Regions from separate parts of the Mus musculus genome. Here region 1 is linked to region 2. Evidence: chromatin contacts called from public promoter capture Hi-C data. All regions are on one chromosome and are shown on one strand. The core of a region is the stretch at or near the end of the contact, and the rest is flanking DNA. Distances in the headings are between cores, read along the strand shown.

The links. Promoter capture Hi-C pulls out the DNA fragments that hold promoters and counts their contacts.
Region 1: a promoter capture Hi-C map of hippocampal neurons shows a contact between it and region 2, with 3 times the contacts expected there. The contact joins the promoter of Klhl8 here to the promoter of Mapk10 in region 2. A contact is called at or near these places in 4 of 39 promoter capture datasets (cranial neural crest, frontonasal cranial neural crest, hippocampal neurons and 1 more) and 1 of 115 datasets of contacts at active chromatin or transcription factors (astrocytes).

The regions. Positions count from the first base shown.
Region 1 is chr5:103,907,215-103,912,574 of GRCm38.p6, reverse strand. It overlaps Klhl8 (kelch-like 8), which reads left to right and starts at 1,316. Exons shown (of 10, transcript NM_178741.4): 1 at 1,316-1,459.
Region 2 is chr5:103,208,884-103,213,810 of GRCm38.p6, reverse strand. It overlaps Mapk10 (mitogen-activated protein kinase 10), which reads left to right and starts at 2,477. Exons shown (of 14, transcript NM_001081567.2): 1 at 2,477-2,921.

The DNA of each region.
Region 1 (5,360 bases), core at 67-2,566, 700 kb before region 2:
GCAGACAGCATCTGAAATGTTGGTGGAGGTTTAAAGCCTTTTAATCCAGGATTAGAGGGGGAGACTTAAAATATAAAATGCAAATGCCGACTGGGATTTAACATTACCGTTTATTCCCACCCAGTGCAATCAGATAATTACTCAGGAGGTGTCATCACATCCTTTCTGGTTTTAATTCATAGAGATCAGGGTAGGGGAGTCTAATATCCTCTGTTTATGAACCAGCTTGTGTATTCTCAAATGAAGCTAAGAAAAATCTCTAGATTTAGAAAACCACATGCTTCGTTTCTTTTTAGTTTATCTTCACTTTATAGATATGTAAAATAATTAGGTGAAATTGTTGTTATGGATGTATCCCTCTAAGGACAGGTCCTTGTCCTGGCTGCCCCGCTCCCTCGTTTTTTCCCCATTTGCTATGAATATTTAACTTTAAGATTTATTATTATTATTATTATTATTATTATTATTATTATTATTATTATTTTTGCCTGAACCCGCTATGCCAACAGAAATTCCTCTCTAGGTCCAGAGTTGTAGCAATTTATTCTCACTGTACCGAAATACGTGACCAAAACCACTTGAGGAAGAAGGATGGATTTGAGCTCTCTGTTTCAGGGGACTTCGGATCCTCATTTTCGAGGAGCCCTGCAGAAGTGGCCCTAAGGCAACGGTTCCCACCCGTGGGTGATGTTTGAGCAGGTTCTGGGACCTTTGGGGTCTAGCTGGCACAAGCAAACCAGTGCAAGTGAGCAGGTGATGACACCTGTCTCCTTCAGGCCCAGCTGGAGTCTCTGTGGTTTGCCTAGGCTGGATCCAATTTGTATCTTTATATCTCAGCCACAGGAACAGCTGACCTTATCTTCCTGCACCAAGCCACCTGGTCTATGGCTACATTTCGAATATGCTTTGAAGATTCTGGAAGCTTCAGAATGCCCTGGAAAAAAAGAGTTCAGGGAACTATCCTAATATATGCCCTTGCTCTTTTTCCCTACATTTCCAGCAACTTTACTGAGAGTTTGCCTTATCTCACCAGTTTATACTAGCAATTGTGTTTAACACTCGGTATTTAGTTCAATTACTTCCTTGCTTTGCAGACACAAGCTGTTTTGTATACATTTTGCAGAGCATGAGATAAAACTGATAGGAATAGCTATAAAATCTGGGATATTCCCCACGCAGGGGATGAATACTGGGAGGGATGGAAGGGAAACGCAGGCGCGCTCTTCAAAGAGGCAACAGAGAACTACATTTCCCAGAGTGCGGCGCGCAGCACGCTCGTGCCTCACCACCCCGCCCCGCCCCGCCCCGCCCCCGCGGCTCTCAAGAGCGCTCGGCCGAGCCGGGCACGAGCGAGCGGTCGGGCCGGTGAGCGCGTCCCCGGGGTGTCCAAGCGGGGCTGGCGCGGCGCCGGCGCGGAGCGGGTGTGGCGGCTCGGCCTGCGCGGCGGCCGCGGACAGAGGTAACCGCTGCGTTATCCCGCGCGCGGGTCTCAGCCTGGAGCGGTCACCCGCGCTCGCGTCGGTGAGGAGCTGCCGGGCGGCGCCGGCGCCTTCCCTCGGGGAACCGAAGGGATCCGGGCGGGCCTCGCGGGCCGCGCTGTCCTGAGCGGCGGCGCAGGTGCTCGGGGTCCGGGTTGGGCGACTTCAGGGGTGTCCCCCTCCCGGGGTTCGCGGGGCTCCTGCAAAATCCGTACCCGGCCGGGTGGCGCTGCTCCAGGCTGAGCTCGTGGCTTGCTCCAGGGAGGGTCCCCGATTTGTGGACACAGTTTGGGGTTCCCAACCGTCTCCCGGGCTTGCACGGCCCTGATGTTACGGTTTGGGGAGCTTGTTACCTTCCTTTTCCTGCAGGCAGTATTTATTATCATGCATTTCGTGGAAATCCTCGCAGTTTTGAATATTCTTGCCAACCTGCTTTAATTGCCTACCTTTATATTTTGCTTCTTACCTTAAGGTATTAGCGTAGGCAGATACTTTGGGCAATAGGTCTTACTTAGAACCTGGGTTGCCACAGTAATTAACCTGCCAGGTACACGTGGGTTTTTTTTCTTTTTTTCTTTTTTCTATTTAATGCTGTTCTCTCTCTCTCCCCGCCCCCCCCCCCCTCGTTAATTGTTTTCAGTCTTGTTTCCCCATCTTCCGTGAGCCCTGGCCGTGCTAAGGGGCGGGTGGGGTACGTTTAGTTGAGCAGAGACCCTCTGCTAGTGCTACCAGAGCTTGTGAACTGCGTGCAGGTAGCTTTATCATTAGCCTTTGCTTCTCTGCCTGCTTTCTCCTGGCACCTATTTTTTGGTTTGTCAGTCAAACCAACTGACCTACTTAAAACTTTAGTCATGTTGCCTTGAAAATACCAAATAGTTGGAACACAAGTATAAAAAGAAGTCACAAGATGCTGTATTCAGCTGTATGCGCTTGGATTTATATTCATTCTTATATTTTTCTACCCCTCCTCTCCTATTCTACCCCTCCCCCTCCACTCTACCTCCCACCCCCCAACCTTGAGCATGCCGGGAGAACACACTACTTACCACTGAGTACATCTCCAGTCTGAATTTTTACGTTTAAAACTATTCTTTTAGCATTTGATAACTGTTAGTGCTATTAATTTGTAACGTTACACATTCCTTAATAAATTCCAAATCCTAATTTGAAGTCACAGCGAAAGCTAACCAGAGTGTATAATTTCCCCATTCCTACAGAAACCCAACCTCCCTGTTGTAAAGTCCCTCGTGGTATCAGAACCTACACTGATGTTTCATGATCTCTCAAAATTCTGTCCTTTATGTTAGGGTTCAAATAGAGTGCTTGCCTAACCTGGGTTTCATGTCCAGCACTGCACAAACTGGATGTGTCGGTGTGTACCTGTGATCCCAGTACTTGAGAGACAGGAGAGCCAGAAGCTGAGAGTCATCATCAGCTACACTGAGTTTGAGACCTGCCTGGGCCTGTCTTGTCTCAAAACAGCAGCAGCAAAATCTAAACAAAAGGCTAAAAATGGGTATTTAAGCTTTTCCCCTCCTTCCCTTCTTCCTTCCTTTCTCTTCTTTCAGATTTTCGAGATGGCATTTCTGTATAGCCTTGACTGACCTAGAACTAGCTAGCTCTATAGACTGGCTGGCCATGAACTCAAGAGAGATCTCCCTGCATCTATCACCAGAGTCAGCATTGGCATATGCTACCACCACCCAGCTTAAGCCATTTCTTATGTCTGAATTTTCAACAAATAATTTATTTTTGTATATAAAGAGTTAAAAACATGAGCAGGAACAAATGTTTCCTAAAAAAACAAAAAGCCATGATTTTTAGTGGTAGGCTTTTTAGTATAATTATATCTTTCTCTGGAAGAAAGTTTTATATTAAGTAATGAAATAAGAGGAAATCGGATATTCAAATCTTCTAATTAAAAAACGTTTTTGCAGTGCTGGAGATTGAATACACTAATTGCTGTTTACTGCGTCCTGGGCCAGCATCTCATGTGTGGTCGGTCAGCCTGTTTGCTCTGCTCTGAGGAGGTATAATAGTGGACTGAGCTCAGGTCTGCAATTAGTTCTTGGGTTAAAATCCCTGCTCTCCACTCATTGGCTGTTTAATCATGGCAAGTTGTTATCTGAACCTGTTTCCTTAGCTGGGGAAGAGGGATAAAAATACCGCCTGCCTCTGTCTTCCCGGAATTGTGAGGATTAAGTCGTTATTGTATGTGGGGGCCATTTTACACTGCATATTCTTCCAGCCCCAGTGCAGTTTCCTCCCTGGTGGCCAGTGCTGTGTAGACATTGTTGCCTTCGCTTTGTTGCTGAGGGGCCGGTGGTGCAGGAGTTTTAATACTTGACTGTGCCTCTGCCTGACTCTTTGCTTATGATTTATTTAATTGGTCCCTGCAAACTAGACCTAGAAATTAGGAAGGACTGGTGACACCTTGGAAACTCCCCCACCCCACCTCCGACCCCCCACTCTGAACTCTGGTCTTCCAGGAGTCTAAGAATTAGTTCTGTGTCTGTCTCTGTTTGCTGGAGAGTAGGCCCGATTCAACAGATTCTCACTCAAAGTGGGTTGGAAGTCCTCTTCTTCTCAAAAGGTTTTTTTTTCCCTCTGTTACTTTGTTGTATTTTTGAGACAACATTCTGCTGTGTAGCCTGGGATGATTCTAAACTTCACATCCTCCTGCTTCAGCTTCCCAAGTTCCTGGGATTACAGTATTCACAATCACATCTCATAAAGTGACTGCATTTGGCTTGGCAAGAGTGTTTCGTGTTGATTGTGGGGCTTTGGGTAGACAAGCCATGTGCTGTCAGGCTATACCACACTGCGCACACACACACACCACACACACACACACACATACACACTGTACACACACACACACACACACACACACGCACACACAGGGAAAGAGGGAGATTGATTACAGGAACCACCGGCTTCAACTGTCTACAAGCTTTCTTTATTAGAAAACTTGCAGATTTTTTTTAAAAATGGGAGTGAGGTGGTAGAGGAGAGAAAATGAGATGTTTGAAGCAGATGGAGTCCCTTCCAGAGTGGGAGGTGTGTTGGTGATGGAGTGCCGCCTTCTGGAGGCAGGGCCTGGCCGACCATCACTCTCAGTAGACTCTTCCTACCTTGCCTGCCAGTTTAGATGAGCATTAGAGTAGATGATCCAGTACTGTATTACAGCCTTATTAATAGTATTATCTTAAATGCTAAAAGATAACTTGATTTATTTTAAAATTTGGATGTTCTTGTTCTCAGAATATCAAACGCTAAGAAAATTATTTTACTTTTCACAGAAGATATTTATGTGGCATGCTTATAATTATGCCATATTCATTTAAATTTAATTACACAATATTTAAATAAAAGAGTAAAGCTTTATTAAATCCTAATTGATGACTTCTTTGACACTTAGAATTGTTGGTTTGGAAAGCACATACCATGTATGATTTACAGAAAAATGTAACTGTCTTGCCTAGATCCAGTACTAGATTGTAATTTATGGTTTTAGTTTGTTACAGTTTACATTTATCTTGAGAATCTTAGCATTAGTATCTTTCTGAGTTTGAATTCATTCTTACAGTAGAGTTTAGAAGCAGGGGTAGACAGAGTGCTGGGCTTTGCACGCTCCCACAGGGTAGCATCTTTCTCCTTGAGCTTCCCCCCTTTTGATATTGGGCAGATTTATTGGAAATCTGAATGCTTTACAACGCAGAAGGCTCATGATCTTGTAATACTCGGGAACTTGTGAAGCAAGGAGCAGAACTGTGTCTCTGCAGACGGGCTTCTCATAAATACGATGTGAGCAAACGTCCATGAGAGGACAGTGGCGGTGCTCGTAGGGAGCTTCTTGTATATGAGATCGCCCCACTGCTT
Region 2 (4,927 bases), core at 1,228-3,727:
ATTCCCTTGCATGAATGCCTAGAAATGGAATTGTTGGGTCACACTGTAGGTGTCTGTTTATCACGATGGAAATCTTCTGACCTGCTTCCCAAAGTAGCTTTATCACTTTCTATTCTCGCCAGCAAGGAAGAGAGCTCTGGTTTCTCATAGCTCCTCCAGTATGGGTGCTTTTGGTTGTAGCCATTTTTGTAGGCATGGAGTGGAATTTCTCTGTGGATTTAGTTAGCATTTTTTTCCTGATGACTAGTCATGTTGAGTGCCTTTTCATGTACATATGGACTATTGATAAGCCTTCCTTCAGGTGTCTGCTGAAATCCTCTTACTCATCAAACATCTTTGTTTGTTGTCATTGCCGGATTGTAAATGTTCATATAATCAGGAGTTTGTATACATCAAGTATATTTTTGCAGGGATGTCAATATTTTCTCTTAGTCTGCTTTCTCACGGATGACTGTGGGCAAGTAAAAGCTTTTGGCATTGATGAAGTATTTTTCTCTTTTTCTTTTTCTTTTCTTTTCTTTATTTCTTTTTTTTTTCCCTCAAAGTGAATGCATTTATTTGCCTTAAGAAATCTTACTCCAAGCTGGGCGTGGTGGCGCATGCCTTTAATCCCAGCGCTCGGGAGGCAGAGGCAGGCGGATTTCTGAGTTCGAGGCCAGCCTGGTCTACAAAGTGAGCTCCAGGACAGCCAGGACTATACAGAGAAACCTTGTCTCGAAAAACCAAAAAAAAAAAAAAAAAAAAAAAAAAAAAAAAAAATCTTACTCCAAAATCAGAATTTTGTTTTTCATTTAGAGGACAGACATTATTTTACAAGCTTTACAGATTTTTTTTTTAACTCTCATGTTGTGGCATATAACTTCTCTTGCTTTAGTATTTGTTCAGAGTGCAAGGTAAGAGCCGAAGTCCAGTGTTTCCTTGTCAATGTCATTATTGGGATTGACTTTGCCATGGAAACACATTGGGGATGCTGCATGGTGGCACAGGGCTGGCTTAGCATATGTAGGCCTTGACCTCTGGTTCCTAGCACAGAAAAGGTGGAGAGAGAGAAGCAGAGGAAAGGAAGGACATTTAGACCAATAATTTAGAAGCTGTCTACTGTGAAGTTGCTTGGCTGTTCATCCATAGTTTATACCAGGCAGTCATAATGTATAAGTAGACCCAAGTGGAGAGTAAAAATTAGCAGTCAGCTACTGGTTCTCATGGGACTTGAATTCAGAACACAGAAACAACCAACAACATGTTGGGAGTTGTAGAGCGAGAGCTCACACAACTTTTCCTTTCTGGGCTTTCTTCTCGGGTAAAACATCTCGGGGACTGAAAACTCGATGTGGTCCCTCAGGATCTCATGATGCATCGCAGGGTCCGCCATCTCTGCTGGCTTTACACCTGTTTAACCTTACTCATAACCCTACGGCAGAGGGACAGGGGCTCCTCGCTCAAGTCAGTGGGCCAGTTCCAGAGCACGGTGTGAAAACATGAATTTTAGCATCACTTTGGTTCAATAGATGGAAACCCATCTAAAAGATGTTTGAGAAAAACCAGCATTGAATCTAATTGTGTAGCTTGAAAAGTCCAAAGACTAGGATTACTTTCAAAATATGTATTGAAATGATGCTATATGTGAAATAAGGTGAAAATTGTTTTGGTAAACATTTTAATAGTGAAAGTACTCTAGGGATCATTCCATCTATATCTATATCATCCATATCTATATCATCTATATCTATACACACACACACACACACACACACATATATACATGATTTAAAATTTCATATAGCAAAGTCAGAAAATTTGCTTAAAAATTAGATATGTAGTAAATTCAATTTGTATTAGTTTCCCATGGAATTTTCTGAAACCAGAAAAAGAATACCACAGTACCCTTAATTTATTAACTCAAATTGTCAGTAGTTTCTTTCTACCTTAAACTGCACTATAAATACCGGTCTAGCCAGTTTGCTTTAGCGGATATTTATGCAGGGTTTGTACAAAAATAGGGAGACTAAGAAGAAATGGGGTTGGACAAATGACCTCTATGGTCCAGACGCAGGTCCAATCTTGCATCTCTTCTGAGGTTGAATTCATCTCTTGTTTGTTTTCACATTCAGAGAGATGGTACACCTCTGCCTTCCTTCGCTGTTTGTAAAAAGCTGAGGTAGTTGAAAATCCGGGGTGACTGGCTTCCCAATGGCTGTTTGATCTGCCCTTGGTGCTGTGCAGAGCTGGAGCAGCAGGGAGGATGCTCTTTGGCTTCGTGCAGAATTCCACCCCCCCTACCACCCCCACCACCCCCCCCCCCCCGCACGCTGAATTCGCATATTTTGGTTGCCAAGTTCCGAAGCCTGCTTCTCATTTTGCCAGAAAACGAGGTAGCTGTAGCCACAGATAGACTTTTTCCTTTTTCTCTTTCCTCCTCCTACCCCTCCCTAGACCTCTCTGGGCTTTGACGTCATGTGTGCTCCTTTCAGTTGCCATAGCAACCCCATTCCCCAAGCCCTCTGTCCGTCTCCTCTGGTAGGTTCCACAATGGTACAGGCAGCCTCCCGCTGCACAATGGTTTCCAGGCAGTGAGAGGGTGATTCAGCAAGCCGCTCTCTCTTCTCTTAAGCCTCCTCGTCGTCTCAGTTTATTTTTATGGGGGGTGGGTGGTGCTTCTTATATGCTTACCCTTTTTTTTTTCTATTTTCATTTTTACAAATTTCCTTTTTCCTCCTCACTCCTCAATTACTAGGGGCTTGAGTGAGCTAAAGATTGGGTCTTCTTGGAAATCACCTGTCTGTTATTATTTTTAAACAATCGCTACACCTCCAAAGACTCTGCTCCTTACTCCGGTTTGGAATGTGGCTAATGACTACCCAGTAGGGAGGATTTCTGGGGCAAACAGCCGGACCAGGATCCTAGTTCTCAGGCACGGAATGGTAGGTGGCTCCTTGCTCATTCTGGGTTCTAACCTGGTTTGGGAGGGTGGATGATATCTGTCATCGTTCCTGGTGGAATGGGAGAGAGCATGAGAAAGTAGGAAGTGATGGTGTTGGAGAGCCGGTTTAATCAAGTGTACTATCTGTGAGGCAGAAAACTGGTGTTTCTCTCTGGGCAAAGCATCTCTTCTCAGATGGAGGCTAAAATCTTTCTGTTTGGAGTGAAGAATTCTAGAAGGTGGGACAGACCATTATTGTTATGACTTGGCAGAGTAAGAGAAACACACACGAGGGGGGTAAGGGGGGAGAGGAAAGAGAGAGAAAGAGAGAGAGAGAGAGAGAGAGAGGAGAGAGAGAGAGAGAGAGAGGAGTCTGGATCTCACTTTAACTGAGAAATGCTATGGGTCTCATAAAACATTCAAAAATGTTATTAGTAAACATAAATGTTTATTTCCAGACCGGTTTAACTTTAAATATTCTAGAATACATTCTTGCAGTTTAGAGGTATTTACCAAAATATTAGAAACTATGTTCCTCTTGTAGAAAGACCCTGAGCTAAATTTGGGCTGCAGACAGGAACACAGGACAGGGAACAGACCAGGGAAAGGAGCAAACACCGGCGGCACCGCAGCCACCCAGGTGAAGGTCCCTTTAAGAAAGTGATCTCTCAGTCACAGCAGGCAGCATTTTTCTATGGCAAGGTTCCCAGGTATTCAGTGCTGAGATACTGTGTCCCCTAGAAATGTCAGAGCATTTTCAGAAAGAAAAAAAAAAGCTGTCATTGGAAAGGAGCTTGATGATACAGTTATCAGAATTTATGTGTTTGTGCTTCAGAGAATAAGAGTGCTTTATTTGAAAAACCTCCAAGTAAATCAGGTTATGGATATTTCAAGGAAAAAAATACATATCCTTTTCCTTCCGACATTTAAATAGAAGGACCTAGGTGCTGCTTTGACTCTCTTCTGCAGATAACTTTCAAGGGCATTGCAATTTGGCCACAGAAAGGAATGGCTTACCCCAGGGCACTAGGTTTTGAAGCAGCCACAAGGTTGTTTACATGCTCTGCGTTTGCTGCAGAGCGATGTGTCTGTGTGACGGAGATAACTTTCATGAACACAGGCTAAGTCATATGGGACAGGCCACAGCCGGGAGTGAAGGAAGGCTGCCGTTACCAGGCACCACTTTCTTTTGCCCAATTTCTGCCTCTTTCTAATGCTGCTTTTGCCAATCCTGGATGGGTTTGCAGGATGCTGGTCAATGCATTTAAAATGGTTGCGGTAATAGCCACTTCTCTCAGAGAGGCTTCAGTAGATGGCTGTCCTCAGTGAGCATGTCAGCACAGGAGCCATGCTCATGAATGGATTCAGGAGCCTCCAACTCCACTTTGGAATCATGGGGATATAGGGCTAGACAGTTTGATGTAGCAGTCCTGCTGCTTCTGCTGTGTGTTTCCTCTCTTTCGTTGGGGGGGGGGGTGTCTAGGTCTTACCCTTCAAATTGACACAAAGTACTAGAAAAGCAGATGAGAAAGGCGGTTGACCTTAAGCATGAGTTTCCAGCTTCCTTGTTGGCTTCTTCTTCCCTCCGGTCCTTCATAGCTTTCATTTTGGTCCTTCATAGCTTTCATTTTTCAGGGCAAGATTTTTGCAGTAGTAATGAAAAGAGGTTCCCAGTGACAGGGGAGCTGAGACACTACCTGGGGAGTGGCAGATTCAGCTGCCTCCAGCTTCCTGCTTGCTTTCCCCCAAAACAGCATCGGCTGGGGGAGGGGGATATGTTTGCATGCTGAAGGGGTGATTACAAACGGATCCCCCAGGGACCGAGTGTGCTCTCTCTGTCATTGTCTGGCGCATCTGCAGCTAGTACTACGGTTTCATAGTATGTGGTCAAGATGCTTCAAGGTTAAGAGGAACTGAGAGGTGACACGGATGCCATAGAAGTGTTATTTGAAATCTACAGCGAAACTCACTCGCTGCCAGTGTTGTGCTATAGGAATATCAGGAGCA